Linked DNA regions of Scatophagus argus: region 1 is linked to region 2. A link is a contact called in public Hi-C data. All regions are on one chromosome and are shown on one strand. The core of a region is the stretch at or near the end of the contact, and the rest is flanking DNA. Distances in the headings are between cores, read along the strand shown.

Region 1 (5,318 bases), core at 48-2,547, 140 kb before region 2:
GAATCCTGTCAGAAGTAAAGTAGATTTGAGTCTTGACAAGTCTTCGTTTCCACTTTATGTACTCTACCCATTTTCCAGGAAAAAGACAGCAGAACAAAACTTCCTCACTGGTGATGTTCTCTGGTTGACACTGATGCCAAACAGCATACTGTTTTAAGACTGTTCGTGGGTGTTTGGTTGGTAGGGTTTGCTTGGGTTTGGAAGAGTTACAATAGGCACTGTAGGCGTCAATGAGACGTCAATATTCTTTGATACTTTGTCAGATTTACGTTTGTTGGATTTTATCACACAACAACTCAACAGGTAACGTGACGAACATCTCTTCTGTCCCCAAAACTGCAGACATCAGTGAACCAACCTTTTTCACTGCTCTCCTGTAGAGAAGACACAGTTCATATCTACGCTCTTATCTCACAGTCTTTCTTTCATTAAAAACTTGCACAGCTGCAGTTTTCAATCCAGTATTTGTTCTTTTAAACGAGTGATCCGTTTGAAGGCTTTTGTAATTTTGTTAAAGGAATTGAGAAATGTTTGTCTGAAGGCCGTTTGGAAGGGGCACAAAAGGTCGAGCGTGGTCTCAGTGGAATTGTGAGGAGTATAAATATGCAGAAGTGTCTGGGATGCACTAAAGGAGTTGTTAGCTGGCTGAAACGGGTTCACCGACTGTTCGACAATAAGCCTGAAAGCATTTGCCTTCAGACCTTATTTTGCTGCTAATCACAATGGTGGTCGTCATATCTCTCGTTCTCTTCCCGGCTCTCTTATCTCAGATTGTTTCCTCGTACCTAACCCTTGTACCAGGTAATCATACGTCAGCTCTTTTGACAATCAGTGTTTTGTGGACAGCACAACAACAGTTTCAAAAGCAATGATCTGACAGAATGTATTTCCGCTACATTGTACTGTTGACATTGTCAGTTTTATACTTAAATGATTGGTTCACTCCTTTAATGAAAGAGATTCTTTGCTTTATGTTTGCCGCGTGGGGTCGGAGGAGGAGGTGGAGGCCCAAACATTTTCAGCAGGTTACGGCTGTGTGTTTATTTTCACCGCTATCAGAGAGCGAATGTTGGGTTTGACGACTATATAAGCTCACAGTACCACAGTGTGTCTTTGACAAAGCATCCTGATGTTCTGATGTATCAAACAGCTGATTAAGTGTTTAATAAACAAACTGATTGAACTTGAGTTTGAGGCTTCATCTTTTGTACTTAATAAATAAATGAATTAGGCTCACTTTTTGGGATGGGTCTGATTTAGTGCTAGTTTAGTCCATGAGTGTGTTGACTGTGCAGACTTGAAACCTGGTAGTCTCTCTTTGTATGTCTATCTAGTTCCTTCTGTGTGTGTAATTGCATTAGTGTGTAGTGAGATTGAAGTATTTTCAGTCTCTGTCCTTGTTACATAGTGTTCTTTTTCAGTTGGCGCCGTCCAATTAAAGCTCAACGTTAATTTCAAAGGCATATTGATAAATTGTTTCCCCCTCCCACATTCTTCCTTTATCTCAAGGCTACTGTAACATGCAATTTACTCTAAACATTTTGTCTGGTTTTCATCTCTTCTGAGATTGCCTAAAAGTACAGTGTGTATCACTTTTTTAATGTGCACTATCCTGATCTCTCTGTCACACACCTTCATCATCTTTATGTTCAGGCTGCGCTTCCCACGTGGAGGACATCTCAACACTTTCACCTCTTCAGTCCTTTAAGAGTCTTTCACAATACATCTGAAATGGGAAAACTGTTTGGTGGAACTGCTCACAACTTATGTGAACAATAACCTGTGATGAGGGATCTGAAGTCATCTCCACTGTGAGTAGCATAAAGAGACAGGTATCATTTTGTTGTGGTCTTGGTTGTATGATGGTAATTGAATGAAGGTGACTTGTCTTGACTCACACATAGCCTCCCCTCCCTTTTTTTTTTAAATGCCCTACCTAAAGCTACCACCAAGGGGTGCTGTTATACTGTAGCACACTGTCTGCACTGTGTATATATTTTTTTGCTTCCTGAGTTAAACAACAGTGCCTTCACGTGAGAGGTGGGAGTGTTTTCTTTGGACAGTTTGGACAGTTTCTGCAAGAAGACATCAGTTTTTATAGAACATCTTGTCCAGCTCAGTTATGTGAAAGGTCTGTGTGTGAATATGAACCACAGGAGAAGTTACAAGACTGACATTGTTGCTGTTTGATCACGGTTCTCTCATTCTCCCCCATTATTATGATAATAAACTAATTGCGCAGCTGGATATCCCCCCTACAGGCTTCTTCTGGATTGACATCCCTGAGCTCACACACATTTGACATCCTATAAGGCATTATTGTGAAAATATTTATGGTAAACCTGCATGTCTGAGTGTGCAATAGAAATGTGGGAAATATATTCAACTCTACATGTGGCAGCAGATAAACCACTTAATCACAATCTGAGTGAGCTACAAAAACAAAAGATTAGCGCTGAGCTATACTACACTGTTTTCCCGTAACACTTTGCTCACATGCATCTGGGTGCCCTTCTCTCGCGCTCTCTCTTTCTCTCTCTCTCACTTTCTCTGTCTCTTGCTGTCTCTCTTTCTTTTTTCACCATCCTTTAATCTCTTGGAAGAGACTGACAGAAACACTAACTAGAAAAGACCTTATCAGATGGGACCATCGTCACCTTTCCTCCACCTATCCGTCCATTCATTCATCTGTCCTTGCATTCAAGCATCCATTGATCAGCTCACTGACTCCTTCAACTCCATCCCATTCATCTATCTGTCTGTGTGTGTTTCAGCTCAGTACACAGACTGATGCATACACAGAGGAATTCAGAAACTGTTTCACACACACGTCTCAACCTGAGAGCAACAGCCCGCTGGACAAGGGTAAGATCAAGAGATTAGGTTAGAACATTTAAGTCATCCAACTGATAAGAAATGTCTTTAACAGCAGTAGACAGAACATTTACACACAATTTGTACTGATTGTATAAAAAAAAAAACAAGTCAAATTGTAAAATAACTTATTTAAAATTTTCTGTGTTTGAAGAAGTGTGTGGCAAACAGTTTTTGGAGCACTGGTGAGCATTTTTATTAGCGGATTTTATTCTATTCACGGGCCCTCAGAGAGCAGTGTGTTGATACAACATGATTTAGCTCGGTGCACACAGAATCACAGTCAGTCTGCCAAAGTTACTGTGGGGTCCAATTCCAAATGGGGCCAACGCAGTAAAAACATACGTGCTCAGAGGAGCCTGGGATGAAAGCATTCACCAAGTAGCATATTTTATAAGATCATATTAAGGTTTGAAAAGCCCAGTTGGTCCAATTAAAGCAACAGTAATACAGGCGGTACAAGCCAAGATCAAGTAATTAATACACATAGAAAATCCTCTCATGACAGTGACAGAAGCCAAAATAGGTGAGGTAAGCAGAAATATGAAGTAGCCTACATTTAAAGCAGGTGGATTTTGGTTTTATTCAGAGTGTCACTCAGGTTTCTGATTCATTTCTATCCTCAACTTCACATCGGAATTTCCTCGATTAAGATTAAATATAATGGAAGTGTCTCAGGGCCAAAGTAGATTTTAATAATTAAATGTTATCAAACCATCAAAACCTTCTTTAAGGTTTGATAAATGTCAGGCAAAAAAGTGTGTTTCTAATCTCCTGTGTTGACATTCTTTGTTGCAAAGCTTAGATTTGACAAAAGCATTTGAAATATGATTCTTACAGTCTGCACTGTACCAGTGAACAGGCCTTTATGTAGCTTTTGTCCAATATTTTCTCGTTTTGCAGGGGGTCAACAGTTGCAGAGCACTTTCAGGATTTTACTTGCAAATTTCTTAGAGGATCAAAAATCCGCTGGGGGACAAAAACTGTCAAAATACACCATATTTATCTCAGTGCTGGGCAATATTAAAATATGGGTTCAGGCTATTATTATATTTTTATATCCTTTTTAATCATGTCATACATCACATTGTGACAGAGCAAATAATGTAATACCAGAAAAATGAAATAAGATTCAGTGGAACACACTATTCTTTAGACTTTAATTAGCTTTTTGACACAGAGTGCCAATAAGTGTGGCTGCTGCTTTGATTAAATAAAGGTTATCAGTGTTTTCACATGTGGGAAATATGAAACTTTTTGAATATCACCCAGAGAAGAAAAGAAAGGAGAAGAAATAATGTGCAGCCGAAGAAAGGTTTCAGTGTTCAGATTGATAGACTGAATCCCTTTGAGGCATGATTACAATGTTTTCAAGTGGATTGTCTCCTGTCGTCCACTTCCCTCCCCACAGGCCAGGAGCTCAGGACAAGTCACAGCAAGCAGAAATGTTAGCCATCTGCCAAATGCTTCTTAGAGTGTGGCTGCCAGCTCTGTAAATTTGGCTAGTTTCTCTGGAGGGAAGTCACTTCTTGTATAACAAGCATTTCCTTTTAAAAACTTATTTTACCAACTAAATGACTCTGGAAATCACAAATAAATGGGTAATGGGAAACCATTTTTTCAGATTAGGGTGCCCGCCATGAGTGAGAGAAGTCTAATTTACAGTTTGTTTGTTTTTTGTTTTTATTTACTTCAGATTTAATTTGAAGATAAACCCCCTGAGATGCACAATCTCATTTTCAAGGGGATCTTCAGACACAAAAACATGGAAATTAATAGACATTTAAACCAAAAATAAACAAATCTGAATGACAAAAAATTATCAACATAATAACATCGACAAGAACATACTTCAGTGACAATGCTAACATGCTAATGTTTAGCAGGTATGACTTAGGTAGTCATGTTAGCATGCTACTGTTCGGTGATTAGCACTACACATAAGGTAAAGTTGAAGAGATTTTTATTTTTTAAATTTTAGTATTTGGCCAAAACTATTGGGAACAAAAGAATCACCAAAGTAGGCTAATTAGAATTCATCCTGAGGGGAACTTGAATGTCCGTGCCAAATTTCATGGCTGTCAGTCCAGTGGCTGCTGAGTCATTTCATTCAGACCCACAAATGTCAACCTCATGGTGTCACTAGAGGAAAGGTCAGAGGATCAACAAAGTATTAGAATTCGTCCACTGAATTTCTCATGAAAGTCTGCACCAAACTTCATGGCAATCTATTTGACAGTTGTTGAGATATTTGAGTCTGGTGGACTGACTGACTAACCCACAAACCAACACCTCAAACCCTGCTGTTAGACTGGCCAAAAAAGGCCAAAGAAAATAACTCATTGTATGCAACTTAGACACACTCTGCATGTTAAAGATACATTTTGTCATAAGTACTTAAGCATCTGCCAGTGGCCTTGAATGAGTTCTTAAATAAACAGGAT
Region 2 (5,202 bases), core at 1,960-4,459:
AAAAAGCCAAATAACTTCCTAAAGCAACATTACTCCAACAAGAGTAAATTTGTGCATTTGTTAGGGACTATTTGCACTTTGAGGTGAAGATTAATACACATTCGGTGCTCTGGTGAGTATTTACCAGCAGGATGGTGTATGTGGGATACACTAAAGATATAAACTGCAGTGAGCTGTTCAGTGGTGCGGGAGGACTGTGCCTGGATAGCACCTGGTTTCCAGCTCCCAGCTTGTGAGCAACAACTCTTCCAGAGAGGCTTTGTCCATCCACCAGAAGTTTGAAGAGTAGCTCTCCTCCCCAGCTGGTGCAGTCTCCTAGCAGCATGATGAGACACCAAGCAACATGTATGTGCATGTGTCTTTTTTTTTTGGCCTCTGAGATTTTGTGCAAATCCCTTGAACAACAATATTGACCGGCCAGTCTGATTCACAAGCTTAAGTTATGGACCACTGCACAGCAACCCCTGTGGTCTGCACCGGCACAGCCTAAAGACACTACAAACACTGCAAAGGAATGGGAGGACTAGCAAATTCACCACAATGCTTGATTTGGTCTGAATGTGCCCAAAGCAACATCAGGCTTTGACAACACAAGAAATACTTCTTATTTGTGTCAGTTCACTCAAAGTCACTCAAAGTCCATGTCAAAGCCTCCATATTTTGTAACACAGAGGTCAAAGGCCAGTAGGTTATGAAGGTCATCTGAAGTTCTGAATGTTATCACTGTGGTTGCACCACAGTGAAGAGTCTGTAACACTGAAATGAAATGAATATGTAACACAACAAAAAGCCCAGGAATTATCCTAGAACTGACATTCTCATACTGTGCTTCAGGATGCGCCAAACACCACCATCACCAACACAAATCCACTGCTGGTTAATCCCTTTTCTCTGCACTTCTTATTAATATGCACAGGCAGCACATATGAAAGAAGGGATAAATGTCAAACCACCTACTCCGTGGCAGACATAAAATTGAGACTAATCTCCTAGAATGTGGATTAAATTATACATACAGTATACTGAAAATCATGGTGAAGGATATGTGGCAGTGGAATATTTGGGATTTTAGAATGCTCTCTAAATAATAATAAAAATGAATAGTGACTGATGATATTTACAGCTTTGGGGTCTTTGTGGTGCAGCTGGGCTGCTGTGACCTGTTTGAATCCACCTGGATACCTTTGGAAAAAAAAGGAAGGAAAGTCAGTCCTTTGCAGCATTTTGTTCTTCTACCAAATGAAGATATGCATACCAAACTTGACAAAGAGCAAAATCTTCTATTAAATGCAACTGGTGAATACATTAAAGAGTATTCTGTTTATTAATCTGCACTCTATCGATCTGCATTTTTTTGTTCTCTGTTAACTAAGGAAATACATTAGACACATGTAGGAAAGGGAAATGCATCTAATTAGACCTCGCAGATCTCACAGTGTGAGATTAAAGTGCCTTATTACAAGCACACTGTAGAAAAATACCATCCAACCCCTAAAGAGGAAAATATTATTTATGCCAATTAGTTTATTGTCACAAAGCTGTGAATTCAAAAGAAAAATGCAACACAACTCTGCACATTTTGTGAGAAGACAAAACAAGTGGGTCAGTTCCTCTAATTGATTACAAACGGGACAAGAGACGTGTCGCAACAGGGAAAGTGAAGTATCATCAGTATGCACTTACCCCGTGTGTGATGAGTACACTTTCTGCTCCCACTTGTTTCCAGAGAAAGCTATGTGTTTGGTGTTTATTACTACTACATGGTCACCACAGTCACCTGTGAAGATGTTCGACATGTTTGTTTTCAGATTTATTATTACATTAAAAATGACTATTTTAACACAGAGACAGATGTTTACAGACACAGCTGGTTTGCCAATAATAATAATACAAAAAACAATAGCTAGTTTGCCAAACTAACAAAGACTATTATGTATTAGTAAGAAACAAACAAAGATGTATTTATAAGATTTATCCTCTATTGCCATCAAGTGGCTGCTGAATGCCACAGCAACCTCACACTAAGGGTGAATTGGGGTTTCATAATAGATAAAAGTCAAACACTAATTTACACGGAGAGTAAGGGTTATGATATGTTAAATTCAGAAAGTAATTTGTGACTTTATATGGGTACAATATGCTCTGTGACAGACTGGACTCACTCATTGCATGGTAGATAGGCTTGTGTTTCCCCTGTAATCTAATAGCACACATGGTCGCAATCTTCCCAGGAGGCTGCATCCTGGCATCGATTAGGAACCACGAACGAGCGAAGGTCGCCCATTGCTGAAAGAGGAAAGGAAGAAAGACTGGGTTGAACAAATTTGCTGGCATGGGACCATCACAGGTTTAAGGGTAGCCCGAGTTCTCTGCAATTTACACTAAGTTTAAAGGGAGGGATAAATGTCATAGGAATTGAACTCAATCACATACAGTGTAATAGATGTAACAGTAGATATAACGGTGAGTGTGTGTGCATGTACTACAAGCCCCAACATGCCGATTGTTTTCATTTATCAACTTAAAAACTATGATGTGCATGTGTAACAGATTATAAAATGCATATCACTTGATTTCTGTGTCATTTATTCTCATCAAAGTTAAAATGACAAAGTCTTAAAATTGGAAGCAGCTACTGACAAGAGTTCATCAATATCCACATTTCAGCCATATGACCTGCGCACACAAACCCACGATTTGAAAATGTAGTGATGGACCCGGTTCTTCTGCTGTGAACATGCAGCCATCGTATACCCAAAACAAAGCTTCAAGCGAACACATATTGGCATGGAAATGTTCAGACGTTATATTAAAGTCTGGAGGAACTGATAAGGAATAAAAAAATGTGTACTTAAACGGTTATAATGCGTTAACTCTTATTACTCACTGACCAGTTACAGTTACATTCATAACCACATCACTTACAGCGTAGCTTGTTAGCAAAGCACGTTAGCTAACGGCCTACTTGTGAGTGGCGACGAGCCTTACATTAACCTAAACAAATAAAAATTTTTAGGTAGAAATAATACTGTAAGGTATAGTGTGTGCGGTTACCTGGGCTGATCGGGAGAAACTTGACATTTCTTTAACACCAACGTTACTAGCACATACTCAAAACATTTGACCCTCAACGTGAGTGACGGTTCGTTTGGTAATTTTACTCAGTTGGAACAAGACGTGACAGTTCACCGTTCCTATGTTACAGGTTTATCTATATTTAGGTCATGTAGCAATATGTACAATATGTTATTTCATGGCTGTGCTCATGTTAAACAGTGATACGTCGCAGTAACAATCTGTATTTAAAATAATAATCGTTGCCTTTTATCTAGTACTTATTTCATTTATCTAACAGTTTCTACTCGATCCTATTTTGACGTTGCACCTAAACGTAGTTCCCCTCGTTCCCGCACTTCCTTCCCAAGACTGAAAGAGAGCGCGGAAATTTGACAGTCACCGAGTGACAATAGTTTTGATTTGTTTTTATACAGTAGAAAAGGGAGTAGTTTGTGACTGTTGGTTTCGGAGTCTGAAACGGTTTATTTATCCAAACATTATTCATCTAGCCAGCTGTCAGACCAAAAATGAGAACTTTAGAGGAAGTTCAGGCCACTCTGCAGATCGCCAAGCTGAAAGAGGGGGACCTGCAGAAAACAATTCACTGTCTGTCATTTGGGGAAAACGTCTCTTCTGCAGACTACTGCTTGATGGAGCTGGACGACACGCTGTGCAAACACATAGAAGCTGGACAAAGGTAAGCTCTTACCTTGCCTATTGGCTCTGTGGTGAAACAAAACAAAAAGGTAACATCGCTGATGTTTTTGTATTGTGTGTTATTCTGTTCTGGTCATAAAATCTGACTATTTCACTATTGATTACAGGTTCCAGGTTCTTTTTTTCTTTTTTGAAATGTTAAGAATATGCCCTTCACAAGTTCTTCACGGTTTTCAGTATGATTCTTTTATCTTAAAAAAAAGTCCAAAACCATCAATTGTTAAAGGCTTATTTAAGTTATAGCAATGTAAAACAAGGAAAGACCACAATCTCCACCATTTCCCTTTTCTTCTTTTTAAGGTGGGTAAAAATAATTCAAATGCATGAACAGGATAAATGCAGACATATGTAAATGTAATTCATAAATGAGAGCTGACAGTTTCTTTCCCTTCTCTCTTTCTTTCCAGTCTAGTGATTCGAGGGGATAAGGATGAGCGAGCAGTCCTCTGTAGTGGTGACAAGACGTATGATCTAAAAATAGCCGACACATCCAACCTGCTGCTGTTTGTGCCAGAATGCCGAACACCAGACCAGCTAACTAACAGCCAGGACTGCGCTCATGTGGTGCATGCTCAGGTATGGAAATGACACACACACATAAACAGCCACAGTCTGCTGGGTTCATATGCATCTAGCAGTTAATTGGATTTAAGATCCACATGCACTAACAATGTCCTGCTTCTGTTGTAGATCTGGGGATTTTGCAACAGCTACTGGGAACTGAGGAAGCAACGCCCTAAACTGAAGAAGCTGAAGAAGCTTTTAATGGAGAATCCTTATGAAGGACCCGCTTTAGGAGGGCAGGAGGAGAATATGGAGAACAGGGTAAAATAAAAACATATTTTATTGCGTAATAATTAATTATAATATCCTGTAGCCCTGTGTATATAGGTACACGACATGCATGTCAAGTCTTTAACCTTTCAAAGCACACGTTGATTATGATGTCTGTCACCATGTAGATTATTCACCAGGCAGAGGAGTGATAGCGGTTTCCTTGGTAAAAGTGATCTCACCGCCGTCCATTTTTACCTTAAATGCTGTATGCCTAGTGTCAAGAAAAAAAACACATACAAAAGCCATCTGGTTATTACATATGACTTCTGTGGTGAAGTTTCAGTGCAGTTGTAACTGATTATTTTATACATCGGTGAGGTGTGGGGCTCCTGTGTCAACATCTGTACCTGGTTTGTCCCCACTCTATCTGAAGTAAATGGCTTTTAAATCACAAGTCCAAGTTTAGCTGACTAGACTTTTTAGACTGACTTTCACTCTTAAGTGTTGCTCTCTTTTGAATGTTAATGGTATCTGTCCATAAGCGGTTTCCTGTGCTCCTCTGTTACCAGTACACAATGCAGGATCTGTTGGAGAGGATCCAGGCTAGTGAAGAAGAGACAAAGACCCACTTGGAGACAGTCCATGCCTGTC

Evidence for each region. Hi-C and Micro-C count contacts between places; a contact is called where the count stands out from the background.
Region 1: a contact with region 2 is called in a Hi-C map of muscle, with 2.6 times the contacts expected there. The contact joins the promoter of LOC124064424 here to the promoter of mrpl13 in region 2. A contact is called at or near these places in 2 of 2 Hi-C or Micro-C datasets (both in muscle).

The regions. Positions count from the first base shown.
Region 1 is chr9:11,750,176-11,755,493 of fScaArg1.pri, reverse strand. LOC124064424 (collagen alpha-1(XIV) chain-like) reads left to right here and starts at 1,297. Exons shown (of 45, transcript XM_046398874.1): 1 at 1,297-1,811. The coding sequence starts at 1,786. It overlaps deptor (DEP domain-containing mTOR-interacting protein), which reads left to right. Exons shown (of 10, transcript XM_046398879.1): 10 at 1-1,188.
Region 2 is chr9:11,616,221-11,621,422 of fScaArg1.pri, reverse strand. mrpl13 (39S ribosomal protein L13, mitochondrial) reads right to left here and starts at 3,209. Exons shown (of 7, transcript XM_046398885.1): 1 at 3,055-3,209; 2 at 2,163-2,286; 3 at 1,684-1,777; 4 at 1,122-1,182. The coding sequence starts at 3,081. It overlaps dscc1 (sister chromatid cohesion protein DCC1), which reads left to right and starts at 3,391. Exons shown (of 9, transcript XM_046398881.1): 1 at 3,391-3,754; 2 at 4,182-4,350; 3 at 4,465-4,599; 4 at 5,121-5,202. The coding sequence starts at 3,585.